Linked DNA regions of Rattus norvegicus: region 1 is linked to region 2. A link is a contact called in public Hi-C data. All regions are on one chromosome and are shown on one strand. Each heading gives the region's core, a stretch centred on a gene start, on an enhancer-like site or on the middle of the called end of the contact. The rest is flanking DNA. Distances are from core to core; before and after follow the strand shown.

The links. Hi-C and Micro-C count contacts between places; a contact is called where the count stands out from the background.
Region 1: a Hi-C map of liver shows a contact between it and region 2, with 2.9 times the contacts expected there. The contact joins two enhancer-like sites. A contact is called at or near these places in 5 of 12 Hi-C or Micro-C datasets (the Rat2 cell line, Schwann cells, frontal cortex and 2 more).

Annotation. Positions count from the first base shown.
Region 1 is chr1:133,396,014-133,399,068 of GRCr8, reverse strand. All of the region lies in intron 1 of LOC102553173 (a long non-coding RNA gene), which reads left to right. Among named protein-coding and RNA genes, the nearest start is that of Nr2f2, 29 kb to the left of the region's middle. Within about 2 kb of position 1,403, at least 17 of the 93 cell types and tissues checked have an H3K27ac peak or open chromatin away from gene starts, as enhancers often do. A contact at or near this core is called in liver, where this site is marked.
Region 2 is chr1:133,066,320-133,069,311 of GRCr8, reverse strand. No RefSeq gene overlaps it. Among named protein-coding and RNA genes, the nearest start is that of Nr2f2, 360 kb to the left of the region's middle. Within about 2 kb of position 1,556, at least 2 of the 93 cell types and tissues checked have an H3K27ac peak or open chromatin away from gene starts, as enhancers often do. A contact at or near this core is called in liver, where this site is marked.

The DNA.
Region 1 (3,055 bases), core at 154-2,653, 330 kb before region 2:
ACTCAAGGTTCTGAATGTCACATTATAGAGGGAGAGCAAGGCTCAGTTCCACAGTCTTTCATGGGTTTGGAAAACTTTACGAATTAACGATTACCATTTGAAAATGTTTTTTATTTCTGCTTTTTTCTCTGTGTCGCTCCTTCCTCTCTGTGTGTCTCTCTCCTCTCCTCTCTCTCTCTCTCTCTCTCTCTCTCTCTCTCTCTCTCTCTCTCTCTCTGTGTGTGTGTGTGTGTGTGTGTGTTTTACTAAATTTTCTCAATCTGTTAGGAAACTTAGGGCTTTCAAACACAAACTGGTCTCCATAAAGAGAGGGGAACTGAGGGCCTATAGGTGGGAGATGACAGGTGCCTGCAGGTTTGAGGGGAAGGTTGCTGATGCTGCTCTTGTAGCAGCCAGGAGATCAAAAAACTTCTGAAAAGGGCAGAGCGATGCATTGTTTTTAAGTTTACACGAGCTTGTAGAGATAATCTGTCACTACCACTTCCATTTCAACCCAGAAAGGCCTGGGTTGTTAGGGTGAGGTTTGAGAGAGAAACGGGGTGCAGTCCAGTTTAACTCCGAGCCTCTGGCCCCTGGGTCTGCCTATTTTGCCCCTTTCAAATGCTTCCAGTGGGTACAGATGCTCTCAAGGTCGATCGAGTCCCTCTGGTGCATTTTGGAGAAACATGGGCAAACAGTGCCTTCCTGAAGAGCAGAAGGGTTGCTTGAATGCCAGCAACAGGTCCATGCTGAGATTCCTCTGTCCTTCACCTCCCCCTTTCCCTCCACCCTCACTACTGGGGTCAATGGGAAAAGGGGAGATCTGCTTTTCCCCTTCCTCCTCGGTCCCGCACAACAACCCAGGAAGGCAAACATCAGATTTTGCTGGGTTTTTTTTGGGGGGGGGTAAACCACTGGCTAAATACTTCTAGTAATGGCCTTTCGCTGGCTGGGCACTCGCTTGGACCGAAGAGAGGCTCTCATTGGAGGACAACACCAAATAGAAACTAGAAACTGGAAAGGAACACTGCTGGTGGCCTCTAGGATCCACACAAAGACATATGAGTCTGTCCCTTTACGGATGCCCATCTCTCCTTCATGCCTGGAGATTTGATTTGGTCCTCCAGCGGCGTCCTAAGAGCCTTCAGATCCGGTGTCCCTTCACTGGGGACCTTGGACTGAAATTCAACCCAGGGCTGAAAGGGTCCGATTCTAGCTGAACTTCTGGTCAGCTGGAGCTGAAACCTGGTGGCCTCAACACTGGCGGGGAGCTGAGGCTGGGTCACAGTCCCCGCCTTGCCCACAGGAACCTAGACATCCCTGCGCCGTAGGCTAAGGTAGTTAGGGCGAGGGGTAGGCTCCTGGACTAGCCAGGTCGAAGCAATGAAACAGCAACTTCTTCCCCCCCACCCCCCCAACCGGCAGGGAGGAGGGAAATTCGTCGGAGGAGGTCGGTGGAGACTCCTCCTTCGCTCCGCCCGGAGGCAGCCGGAGCTCCGCTAGCGGTGCGTCTCCGCCCGCCCGAGCGTTTCCATAAATCAGGCCGCTGGCAGGCTGCTAATTAGCTCCGGCCGAAAAGAATGAGAGTTCTGTAGCACAGGGTGGGTTGGGAGTGGGGACCCAGTAGGTGGGAGATCAGAATTCCCCAGGATTAACTGGGGATCTCCTTGGGGGCATCTCAGCGCTCCCTGCCCAAGCCACCTCTGATCACCTCCTGCTAGCAAAGGCCTGCAAGTTCGGGCCTCCAGATCCCGCGCCTCCCGCACCGCGCGCACCTCAGCATGCGACCTGGCCCGCCCACCCACGCCGAGGCCCCCTCTCCCACTCGCTGAGCAAGCCTGGCGTTAATTAACTCCCCCTTCACCCGGTGCAGTATCGGAAGACTTTCAAAACTCGTCCCCAAGTGTTTCCTTCTCATGCCTGAAGGCAGCGTTTGGAACGACCCGCAGAAAAGGGGGGTGGGGTGTGGATCTGGGGGAAGGGTCGGTTGCATCAGGATTTGAGATAACAAGGCTTCCCCAGCGATTGTGTGGGTTGAGGGATGGGCTGCTGTAACCCCATCCCCTCTCCCCCAGTGAAAAGGCAAGACGGTCAGGGAAGATTAAAAATAACATTAAAGTTGGATTATTGATTTCCATGTAAATTGCCAGCCGAGAGAGCTACTTCTGTTTATTTTCTCTTTTCCTCCCCCACGCTTTTCTAAGCCCTCTGGGCTCTGCGCCCTCGGAGCCATTCCCACCCTCCTTAGGGACGAGACTCCGAGATGACATCACCAAGGAGAGCGGCGGCCTCCCCGCCCCTGGCCCCAAGACCCCTGAGCAGAGATTGACAGGTGTCTCTAGCAAAGACAATGCCTTCCAGGTGTCCTTATTCCAGTCCCGCTTCTCCCAATCCGCCCTTTGCTCCACTCCCTTAACAACTCTCATACCCACCCACTCTTCTTTCCTGGAGACTTGCTCGTACCCCACCCCCCAACTCCTTGCTCTTTGCATCTGGGCACTAGGCTTCGGGTCCTGAGACTTAGGCAGGGAGCCGACGCCCAGGGACACGGATGGCACTGGTGTTGTTTGTGCCTGAGGCGAGGCCAATCCGAGATGCCAAGGGCTCGGGTGAGGGTCCAGAAGGTGGCAGGGCCCAAAGCGGTTAAAGGGAAAACGAGTGAGCATTTTATATGAGCCAGCTCAGTCTCTGGATTTCTCAGTATTGACTCTCTTTTCTTTACTTCTCTCTCTCTCTCTCTCTCTCTCTCTCTCTCTCTCTCTCTCTCTCTCTCTCACACACACACACACACACACACACACACACACACACACACAGTAACAGACGCGAAGATAATCCCACCATCTGGCAAATCCCAAATTTGGCGGCCAGGCTAGGAAAGCAAGGCGACTTCTCATCCCGAGAGTGGGTGTCTGGTCCTGCCCAACTCCCTGGAACTGGGGAGAGGGCGCTTGGCTTTGCCTTCGCTAGTCCCCATCTCCGCAACGTCCTCTCCCTGGCCTGGTAATCTTGGGTGCTCTCTCCTCATCTGAGCAAGTGTTTAGAGATTCAGACGAGAGGTGATGCAGTTAGTTCT
Region 2 (2,992 bases), core at 307-2,806:
GTGCACTTGAAGTACTGCTGACTTTCTTAATTGACAGGGAGGTCGCTCCAAGCCTTTCATGTTTATTCTTGTAAGCCTCTTATTAGCGCAAAAATAATAGATGTTGTTAATGCGGAAGCACAACCAACATTAATATTTAAGATGCTCAAATGATAAAGGTTAAACACGTGTTTATATTGCATTGGAACAAAGAGCTTTACAAAATAGTTTGGAAGCATAACGATGGTCCAAACTTGTTTCACCCCACTTCGAGGCTCTCTTTCTTTGGGTTTCACTCTTTGTTTTAGGAAGATGTAGCTCTCCAAGGCCACACTCGCATACCATTCTCCTCCGGAATCTGTAATCCTGTTGGAAGGGGATTTTTTTTTAATGACATCTACATAAGGGAGGTGCAATAAAACCGCCAGCCTCTCTTGCATTGTTTATTTCTGAGTCTGCATAGCTCCATTCAGTGGGGAAGAGGAAAAAAAAAAAAAAAAAAAAAAAAAGACAAGGCAAAGTAAAAGCATTCTTTTGTGCCCTCTAGCTGCTAGAAGCACAAATAGAAAATACAGTTCTCTCATGATGACTAAAGTCACCTAATCTAACGTGGGGTGGGGGGCGGGGAGGGCACACATTTGCTCTGAACTAAATGTCCATCTTTCTTTACGTAAGAAAAGATACCCAGGTACATAAAAGTTGACCACCTTGGATTCACCGTGCCTTCGTTTTCATGAGACAAAGCAAAGTAATAATTCATGAGTGGCTCTCAGAAGATTAAACTGGGATATCCCTTTAGTGGAGCAGCTAATTAAGACGACACACGTAGTTTGAACTGACTACCGCTCCCAGTATTCACCACTGCTCTGCGTTTTTAAAAGACACGGAGTAGGGATCTCAGGGCCGACTTTTGTTCGTTTTAGGAACATTGCAACTGCTTTTGGCATCGTGAGGAAGCTGGGAAGGGTATGCAGGTTCATGAAGGTGAACAGATCCTGAGGGCTGCCTGGATATGGAGTCTTCCTCACTCAGGCCGCCCTTAAGGAACCCTGTTGATTTGGGGAGGATACTCTGGATAGCAGGTGGAGTTCCAGCCCTTTGTATCCAGGCTCCAAAGAAAAACAACAACAACAACAACCACAGCAACAACACGACAACAACAAAAAATGTGTGTGGTGTAACTCTCTTACAATGCGGAGAATGTTCTAGTTAGGCGAATAGGATTTTTGGAAGATTCCACAGAGGAAAACCCAGAAACCTGGAATGCCTACTTTGTTGCACAATTCCTGTGTGAGGAGGAAAAGTCTCACAAGTTGGAGCAAATCAGCCATTCCAGATTGTGTGTATGTAAGAGAGAGAGAGAGAGAGAGAGAGAGAGAGAGAGAGAGAGAGAGAGAGAGAGAGAGAGAGAGAGAGAGAGTTGGAAATGTGCAGAATTTAAACACAACAACACTGCTCTCCAGGTTTCCGAAGAAAATGGTTCCAGAAGTGCCGGGGCATTCTCTGTGCATCCCAGAGAGTGAGTGCAGAGGGGGAGGGGTGCCTGGGGGTAAGAAGGAAGTTGAGCTGTTTAATGATTCAAGGGGATCTACGAGAATACTCTCCCCCACTTCCTTCCCTGAAGTGAAGGCACAGTTCAGAGGACTCAGCTGAGGAGCCTCACAGCCATTCCCAGCAATTCCCGGGACGTGGCGAGTTCATCCGAAAGGGCTCTGTCTCAACAGATGTTCTAAGTGGCGCCTCCTGAGTCGCTCTTGTGTGGTGGAGAAATACAGAAATCAAGCTAAATCAAATTAGGCAGCGGAGTAAGAAAATAAAGGTCAGGTCCACCAGCAACCGAGGAAACAGCCTAAGCCAATGTGGCCGTCTTCAGTCAGGAACTAATTAAGGGCTGATTGTCCTTCTCGGCGAAACCTCAAAAAATGCATGGTGGTGAATTATTAAAAACAACAACAAAAAATAACGCAAAACCCCCACTCTCTGCAGTACGCCAGATGAAAAGATAAGGAGACATGATATCCAGCGGAACCGTGCCTCTCGGACACAGATAGTCCCTAAATCCCCAGCTCTCTTTGTTTTGATTACATTTTTTTTCATCCTTGAAGGGAGCAGGGAGGAAACTAAGCCTGTCTTGTGTTACAGCTCCCTTACCTTTGTCTGCCCATCTCAGCTGGTATTTAATTGGTCAGCAATAGGAGGGAAGTCTCCTTTGAGGTAATGAATATTGACTGTTTATGTTGAAATGTCACTGTGAAAAGAAAGCCCCGGCACCAAAGAAGGAGAACCCAGTGTGAGGCTCTGACACAAAGGAGGCGCGGGAGAAACGAGGCACTGAAAAGCAAAGCAGCTGAAATTCAAAGAACACACCGAACAGAAATGGCCAACCTGTGTGGGAATTTTAAGTTAGCAGTTGGCAGGTGAAAAAGTCATTATTGTTACCTGTTAGAACCCAACGTAATTTCATGTTTCCTCCAAGACTGCCTTCATGGGCCAGGATTCCTGGGAATGCTTTCATTCAGAAACCACGGTCAGCTTTCAGGGAATAATTTCCACTTGGTGAGAATGAGGTAAAAACCTAACCAGCCCCCGATTACACAATTCTGAATGACAGGAAGAGGGGAGGACACGCTGCTACTACTGTACAGAGACAGCAAGATCCACCTAGGTAGGCTCTGCCCTCTCAAACAGATCCACTGGGCTGTTGAAGTTTCTGTAGTGGCAATTAGAGATTTCCAGGTAAACAAGGAAAGAAAAGGAACACATTGTCACAGGCCGAGTCCAGTGTGTTAATGAGCTCTGCCGTGTTGAACATATTATCAGTTCATAATTTGGGATATTGTCTTCAGTGTTTCTTGGTCATTTGAAAGTGTCTGTGAGCTGGCAGCTGATACTGTTTCCTTAACCCTTTCTGTTATGCCCCTTGAACCTTTGTTTATGTTTGTCTTGTTCAGCCATAATGGATTCGATGTTACTTCCTGAATTGGACTTTCCCATTTTATATTTTTCCCCCACA